Linked DNA regions of Rattus norvegicus: region 2 is linked to region 1. Evidence: chromatin contacts called from public Hi-C data. All regions are on one chromosome and are shown on one strand. The core of a region is the stretch at or near the end of the contact, and the rest is flanking DNA. Distances in the headings are between cores, read along the strand shown.

What was found. A called contact is a pair of places that touch in the nucleus more often than the background predicts.
Region 2: a contact with region 1 is called in a Hi-C map of the A7r5 cell line, with 6 times the contacts expected there. The contact joins two enhancer-like sites. A contact is called at or near these places in 6 of 12 Hi-C or Micro-C datasets (the A7r5 cell line, Schwann cells, kidney and 2 more).

Annotation. Positions count from the first base shown.
Region 1 is chr1:153,664,188-153,667,797 of GRCr8, reverse strand. No RefSeq gene overlaps it. Among named protein-coding and RNA genes, the nearest start is that of Ccdc83, 11 kb to the right of the region's middle. Within about 2 kb of position 2,252, at least 8 of the 93 cell types and tissues checked have an H3K27ac peak or open chromatin away from gene starts, as enhancers often do. A contact at or near this core is called in the A7r5 cell line, where this site is marked.
Region 2 is chr1:153,787,006-153,790,631 of GRCr8, reverse strand. Sytl2 (synaptotagmin-like 2) reads right to left here. Exons shown (of 20, transcript NM_001108492.2): 19 at 762-967. Among named protein-coding and RNA genes, the nearest start is that of Ccdc89, 10 kb to the left of the region's middle. Within about 2 kb of position 1,596, at least 3 of the 93 cell types and tissues checked have an H3K27ac peak or open chromatin away from gene starts, as enhancers often do. A contact at or near this core is called in the A7r5 cell line, where this site is marked.

The sequences.
Region 1 (3,610 bases), core at 1,003-3,502:
TGGACATGGTATGAGTAGGATCAGAGTGGCACTCAGCTAGAGGGTCTGCATGAATGTCAAACTGGGGCTGGGGCTGGGCAGATAACGCTAGAGGTTGGACATTGAGAGGAGGGATTGGGGGAGGAATGGAGGGGGGAGAGGGAAGGGAAGAGAGACATTAAAAGAAGCAGGTATCATTGAAAATGACACACAGTCTACAAAAGACTGCCTGAAGTCTGGTTTCTGATCATCTTTTTGAGAGATGATGGCACTGAGAACTGTCTCCCTGAGTTTGAATGGTTACAGAACCTTCCAGAATTTACACATAATTAGTTACCTCAGATTGCCAAGGTTTGCACTGATCCAAACCATGCCGTGGTTAGTGAGACCTGTCAATGGTGCATATTAGCTATTTCTATTTTTTTCTGCTTATGATAAAGCACAGATATTCAACCTTACTCTTGGCCCCTGGAGAATTCCTAACAGCAAATGATACAATGGGAGGGGAGCTCTCCACTTACTTGGAAGCAAGCCCTTCGTGGAGTGTTAGGGAAGAAGGGACAGAGCAGGTTAGACACCATCTGTATCCATCCTCCATGATTTCTTAGAAATGTCCCCAAGCTTCTGGATACCCTGAAAAGGGACCCAGCCCACAGCCCCAGGGACTATATGTAGCCAAGAATAGCTGTGAAGCTCAGTGTGTGTGTATGTGTGTGTGTGTGTGTGTGTGTGTGTGTGTGTGTTATTACTTGTGATTCAATTGTGCATTTCTTCAGTGCGAACATTTTAGATGGCAATATAATTCACATTGTTGATGGGTGGGACACACCTACCCCATACCCTTGGAAGTTTTCAATCATTTTAAGCAAAAAGTCCCATCTTTTTTTAAAATTTTTTTAGATATATTTCTTTACTTACATTTCAAATGTTATTCCCTTTCCCGGTTTCCTGTCCATAATCCCCCATTCCCTCCTCCTCCCCCATACAGGTGTTCCCCCCATACATCCCCCTTACTGCCCCACCATATTCCCCTGCACTGGGGGTCCAACTTAGGCAGGACCAAGGGCTTCCCCTTCCACTGGTGCTCTTACTAGGCTACTCTCTGCTACATATGCAGTTGGAGCCCTGGGTCAGTCCATGTATAGTCTTTGGGTAGTGGTTTAGTCCCTGGAAGCTCTGGTTGGTTGGCATTGTTGTTCTTATGGGGTTGCAAACTCCTTCAACTCTTTCAGTCCTTCCTCTAATTCCCCCCAAGGGGGTCATGTTCTCAGTTCAGTGGTTTGCTGCTAACATTGACCTCTGTCTGTATTGGACATGCTCTGGATGTGTCTCTCAGGAGAGATCTATATCCGGTCCCTGTCAGCATGCATTTTTTAGCTTCATCCATCTTATCTAGTTTTGGTGGCTGTATATATATTGGCCACATGTGGGGCAGGCTCTGAATAAGCCCCATCTTCTAATACTGTTTAACTTACACCCTCAGCATTTAAACTAGATACAAGCAAAGCTGTTTTTATCGGGGTAGAAATTGGAGCCCAGACGGTTTCCCTCCTGCACCCCAAAGCCTTTGGAAACCTCCAGCAGCAGCAGCAGCAGCAGCAGCAGCAGCGCCAGCACCACCACCAGCCCACTGGGATTCCATGAGGCTGTTTGAAAAGCATGCCTTTGGGGCTGGAGAGATGGCTCGGTGGTTAAGAGCACCCAACTGCTCTTCCAGAGGTCCTGAGTTCAATTCCCAGCAACCACATGGTGGCTCACAACCATCTGTAGTGGGATCCGATTCCCTCTTCTGGTGTATCTGAAGACAGCTACAGTGTACTTATATATAATAAATGAATAAATAAATCTTAAAAAAAAAAGAAAAGCATGCCTTTCATTGGCCCTATCTATATACAAATGAGGAAAAGAAGGATCATGCCAACAAGATCAAGGCCACCATCAGCTTGTCTCACCTCCCATCATGGCTGTTACTCTATAGCTAGCATAGGTGTCTTTGGTCTTCACAGCAAGCCATTTCTACCTGTGATTCTCCCCGTGTGAAACACCGCCACCCATCATGCCTCTTGATCTTTGCACATCCTTTCCCATCAGCCTGGCCCTTCCACAGCCCCTTGGGTCTCATCAGAAGCCAACTTTGTTTGCTATGCTCCTCCCAGTGGCAGGCAAGCAGTAAGGAAGGGTTTCTAACTCTATTTCACATGGCTGAAGGTTCATACTTACAGGAACTTGCCCCATGGCTGCAAGCCAACCCCCAGGGTTCAGGAATGTTGATGTCTTTCCTCTCAGATGTGAGTCATGACCAAATCCTTGTCAGATCCCTGTTGGTTGCTCTTTAGAGAGTTCTGATGGGCTTTCATCACTGTCGGGTTGAAGAATCAGATAATGGGAAGAATGCTTTCAGGAAACAGAAAGTGACAGAAATGTTGGTGGCTGCTGATAGCCATTGCCGCAGAGGACACAGAGACTTATCTGAAAATGCCTATTCTTAGAATGACAGTTTTTAGACATCATCTGACCTTCCATCAGCCTGAGGGGGTGGAAATAAGTAGGCCTTGAATCTGACTACTGTCTAACTCCAGTAAACATACTTGGACGTTTCCAGTAGATAGTCTTTCAAATGCTCCACAAAGACTTATTCACCATGATAGCAAACTGCAGCCATGAAACACTCTGTCGGGTTCTTCACTGGCAACTTTGTGGTGGATTAATTTCTCCCAGAAGCCTCATCTGGGCTGGGGAAAAGCCACATAAACATCAGTTAATGTTACTCTACAAATTTCTGAATATGTAATCGGTCAGAAATGCTAAATCAACGTATTCCAAAATTGACTCTCGGTATTATTTTGTTGGCAGTAAATTATTAAGAGAAACTAATTATGTCTTCAGAGGGAACTACCCAGGCACTCGGAAGCTGTTCAGAATGACCGGGCCAGCTACCTCTACTCTGCTATAAGGTGACTCATCTTGGTAAACAGGCTTTTAATTACGAAGGAAATTTACATCCTCATCCCTCAAAGAGAAGGGAGAAACCACAAACCATTTAACTGTCTACATTCTCTATCTTTGCTTATCGCTGGGCCCGTGTACAAAGGGAATCTACCTGGAAGGACCATTTCTCACACAATAATCCCTTTCAGTCAAACAGGACTTAGCAACTTATAAAGTATGTTCACCTTTGACCTTTCACTTGGTCCTCCCAATAGCTCCTGAAAATAGGTAGAGCAAGAATTGGAGTCCCGGCTGGTGCTCAGCAGTTAGAGCACCAAATGCTCGTCCAGAGAACCTGGGCTCCAATCCCAGTGCCCAGAAGGCAGCCCACGACTTCTGTAACTCAAGTTCCAGTGGATCCAATGGGGTCTCTCTCACCCCCATGGACACCAGACACATACGTGGTATACAGGCAAACACTGATAAAATAAAAATAAATCTTTTTTTTAGAAAAAAAAACCTCAATTTTAAAATAAATAGAATTAGGGTTAACGTTAGTTCATGCACAGGTTGTGGACACAGGTTGAGATTCGTGACCCTTGGGTCAGTCTCAGGGACATAATCATCAGGTAGGTCTTGGTTAGGTCTATTGTCTCAGATCGTATGACAGAGGGATCCTGGCTCTGCAACAGTATTTCCCAAA
Region 2 (3,626 bases), core at 347-2,846, 120 kb before region 1:
ACATCTAGGGCATAAGGAAGAGCTGGTTTACCACCCAAGGAGCTTCCTTGTTTCAATCCTCCCAGATGACTGATCTTCACCTGAATGTGAATGTGAAAGCTGGATGATAATTTCCAGGGCATAGAGGAGGGAGGATTGTGTTCTGAGGTAGAGAAGACACTGGGTGATGCCTTAGGAATACTGGTGAAGGCGTTTTGCCTGAAAGACTCAATCTCATAACTTGCCTCAGAAATGAACTTTATTATTATTAATCATTATTGTTATTATTTTGTTTTGGAGTATCAGGGATTTTTTTGGCACTATTACTAACTAACTCATGGAACTGTGAAAAAATGTCATAATGTAATAAAACACCTAACACAGTGATGAAGTGGTCGTCTCTATAATTGTTAGAGCAGACTTATCTTGTTCACCTATCTCCTTGAATGTTGGCAACACCTGTCTTCTTGGGCATACCTGTTGTCAATTGTTTAACTTTCTTGAGCCCTGTAATCAAAGAATGCATGTACATTGGCTTGGACATGCAGCACAGTACTCATTAGTGGCCCTGGGTATTGGTCCACAAAGTCAGAACCTTCAAGCTCTGATTTTGGAACCTGCCAACAGTATCAGGTTCTGAAAGGACAGACTCTGCAGACCCTCTTAACCAAGAACCCTTGGACCCCTGGTGACCTTTCACCCAATGGTTTCATTACATTTAGGATTTTAGCATCTCCTGGAGAGTTTGGCTCATAGAGAATTAAACTTGTGACAAATGTTACCTGTTCCAAAGCCGATCCGGAGACCTCCCAGAAACTGGTTGGTTAGTTTATAATGGTCCCAGACTGTGAGTTCTACACAGGCTTCCATCAGATCTTCAGGCCTGAACCCATCATACACCATGGTATGGTTGAAGACGGGGTTGCTGGTTTTTCCTACAGCTCTTGTCTTCTGGCGACTTTTTCTACTGGTATCTGGAAGGATGGTACTATAAAAGGAGAAAGTGATGTGAGGGCATCTTAGTTAAGAAAGTGAACATCTGTGCTGTCCGTGTCCCTCAGCACAGCTATCTCACAGGCAACGGAAGAAGAAAACATGGAAGCCACGTGTGTGGTTCACATCTAGAAATCCGGCATCCATCAGGCTGAGGTAGATTGAAGTGAGTCTTAGAAACAAAGCAAAACTGGGGAGATAGCTGTCAGTGGAGTGTGTTGACAAGCATGAGGACCTGAGTTCTATCACCAGTGTCTGTACCAAAAGCTGAACACGGTAGTATGCATGTTAAATCCCAGTGCTGGGAATTAAATAAAAATGGAAGAATTCCTGAGTCTCTGTAACCATGCAGAATAGCCTAACTAGTAAGAGCCAGGCCAGTGAGAGACCCAGTTTCAAAGAAAGTAGATTCCATTCCTGAGAAACTCTGGCTTTCACACACACACACACACACACACACACACACACACACACACACACACCAGAGAGAGCACATGTTGGAGAGGTCCTGCTGGTAGTTTTATAAAAGTCAGGGGAAGGTAAATTGTGTTAGAAAGATTAGGCACAGAAACAGCCAAACTGAGTTTGAAGCCTGCCTCTGAGACTTACTGCCTATAAATTCCAGGAACGTCACTCATCTCCTCAGACGCTTGCTGCCTCAGTACAAAGTTGGAATGGTGATGTTGACTTTGGGAGACTGACATTAGAAGTAACTAACATGCAGCATTCGCAGCTCAGTTAACTGAAAGTTCTTAATGAGATAGGAGCTGTTAGAGGCTTCTCGTAGAATTGAGCACAAATAAACTGAAGATAGTCATGTGAACTGAACCGTCAGACTTAGAAAGACACAAAAAAGTCACGTAGAGTGTGTGTGTGTGTGTGTGTGTGTGTGTGTGTGTGTGAGAGAGAGAGAGAGAGAGAGACAGACAGACAGACAGACAGACAGATACATAGACACAGACACACAGACACACAGAGGAAGAGAGAGAAAGGAAAGACAGAATTGCCTAGGAAGGAAACAAAGAGGATAAATAGAAGGAGGCAAGAAGGGGGAGGGCAGAAATACTCAAAACACATTGTGTACTTTGAAATGTTTTTTATGTGATCTATGTTCTTATATAATCTAGCACTATGTACAGTGAATATATGTCAATGGGGATTAATTAATCAACTGATTGATTAAAAAATAAAAACACTTTTAAGTTCACAAAGGCTTTTTATCAGCTTGTAATGGACATGAGCTTCTTCCTATCACATTGTCCTTTTGATCTCATAGTAAAGCATTGATTAAAATGTAAAATATTCATAGTAAACCCTAGAGATATAAGATAATTTGTGTAGATTAATGTATATCAGTGTAATAAATATTGGTAAGAAAATAAATGGATTAAATATAGAAATTACGCCATATGATCATAACAGTAAACTTCATTATGTGTTAAAATTTTGTCATAATTTGAGACTTATTGGTTAATGTTTCCTGAAACCAATAATTTAAAAATTTAGAACTTCAGTGTATTTCTGATTGTCAGTCTAAGGAATTAATGTCTTGTAAAATTGAAAAAATAAAGAGAGAAATCTCTCCAACAGGCTAGGTTTGACTTTTAGAATTAATAATTTGACAATTTTATATCGCATTTATTATAATAACTAAATGAACATTAACTTTCCATGCATCTCATAAAGACAAGAAAATCTGAAAGTGGGAGACTGACTTCTTGAACTGAATTAACTTACCAGAGAACCTAGGCCGAGTACTACATGTCTAACAAACAAGGCCATATCTTATACATATAAAAGTCTACGTCATATATGCCTACATAGTATAACTTATCTTCTAATAGAGTCTCTAGGGATAAAACCGGAGCTAGAAGGCCACACCAATATTTACTCAATGGTTGTTTACTAGACACAGTCATTCTGTATGTATAACAGAGGAAAGTTTGCTGTCAGAAAACTCAAAAGTATCTTATATGCTAACTCCTGCTTGGAACTTGATTGGCAAATCACTCTCAAGATATTTGCAATCTGATGTAAATAGGCAAGAAAGAAAAAGAAAGAAAGAAAGAGAGAGAGAAAGAAAGAAAGAAAGAGAGAGAGAAAGAAAGAGAGAGAGTGAGTGAGAGGGAGGGAGGGAGTGAGGAAGGAAGGAAGGAAGGAAGGAAGGAAGGAAGGAAGGAAGAAAGAAAGAGCAAGCCAAAACAAAATCTTGGCAAACAGAACATAGGAAGTAAGAGAAATCCTCCCTTGTTCATTAGGAAGCCAAATAGAATGACATCCAGCATTAAAATTTGGTTAAGCTATTGTCCTGGCCATTCTTACGTTAACTTGACACAAGCTAGAGTCAAGGAAGGAAACTCAACTGATAAAAATGCTGCCCTAAGATCCAGCTGTAAGGCATTTTCTTAATTAGTGATTGCGGAGAGAGGGCCCTGCCCATTGTAGGCGGAACTATCCCTGGGCTGTTGGTCCTAGGTTCTATAAAAAAGCAGACTGGGCAAGCCATGGGGAGCAAGCCGATAAGCAGCACCTCTCTGTGGTCTCTGCATCAGCTTCTGCCTCTAGATTTCTGCCCTGCTTAAGTTCCTGTCCTGACTTCCTGTGATAATGAACAGTTATGTAAAAGTGTAAGCCAAACAAACCTTTTCCTCCCC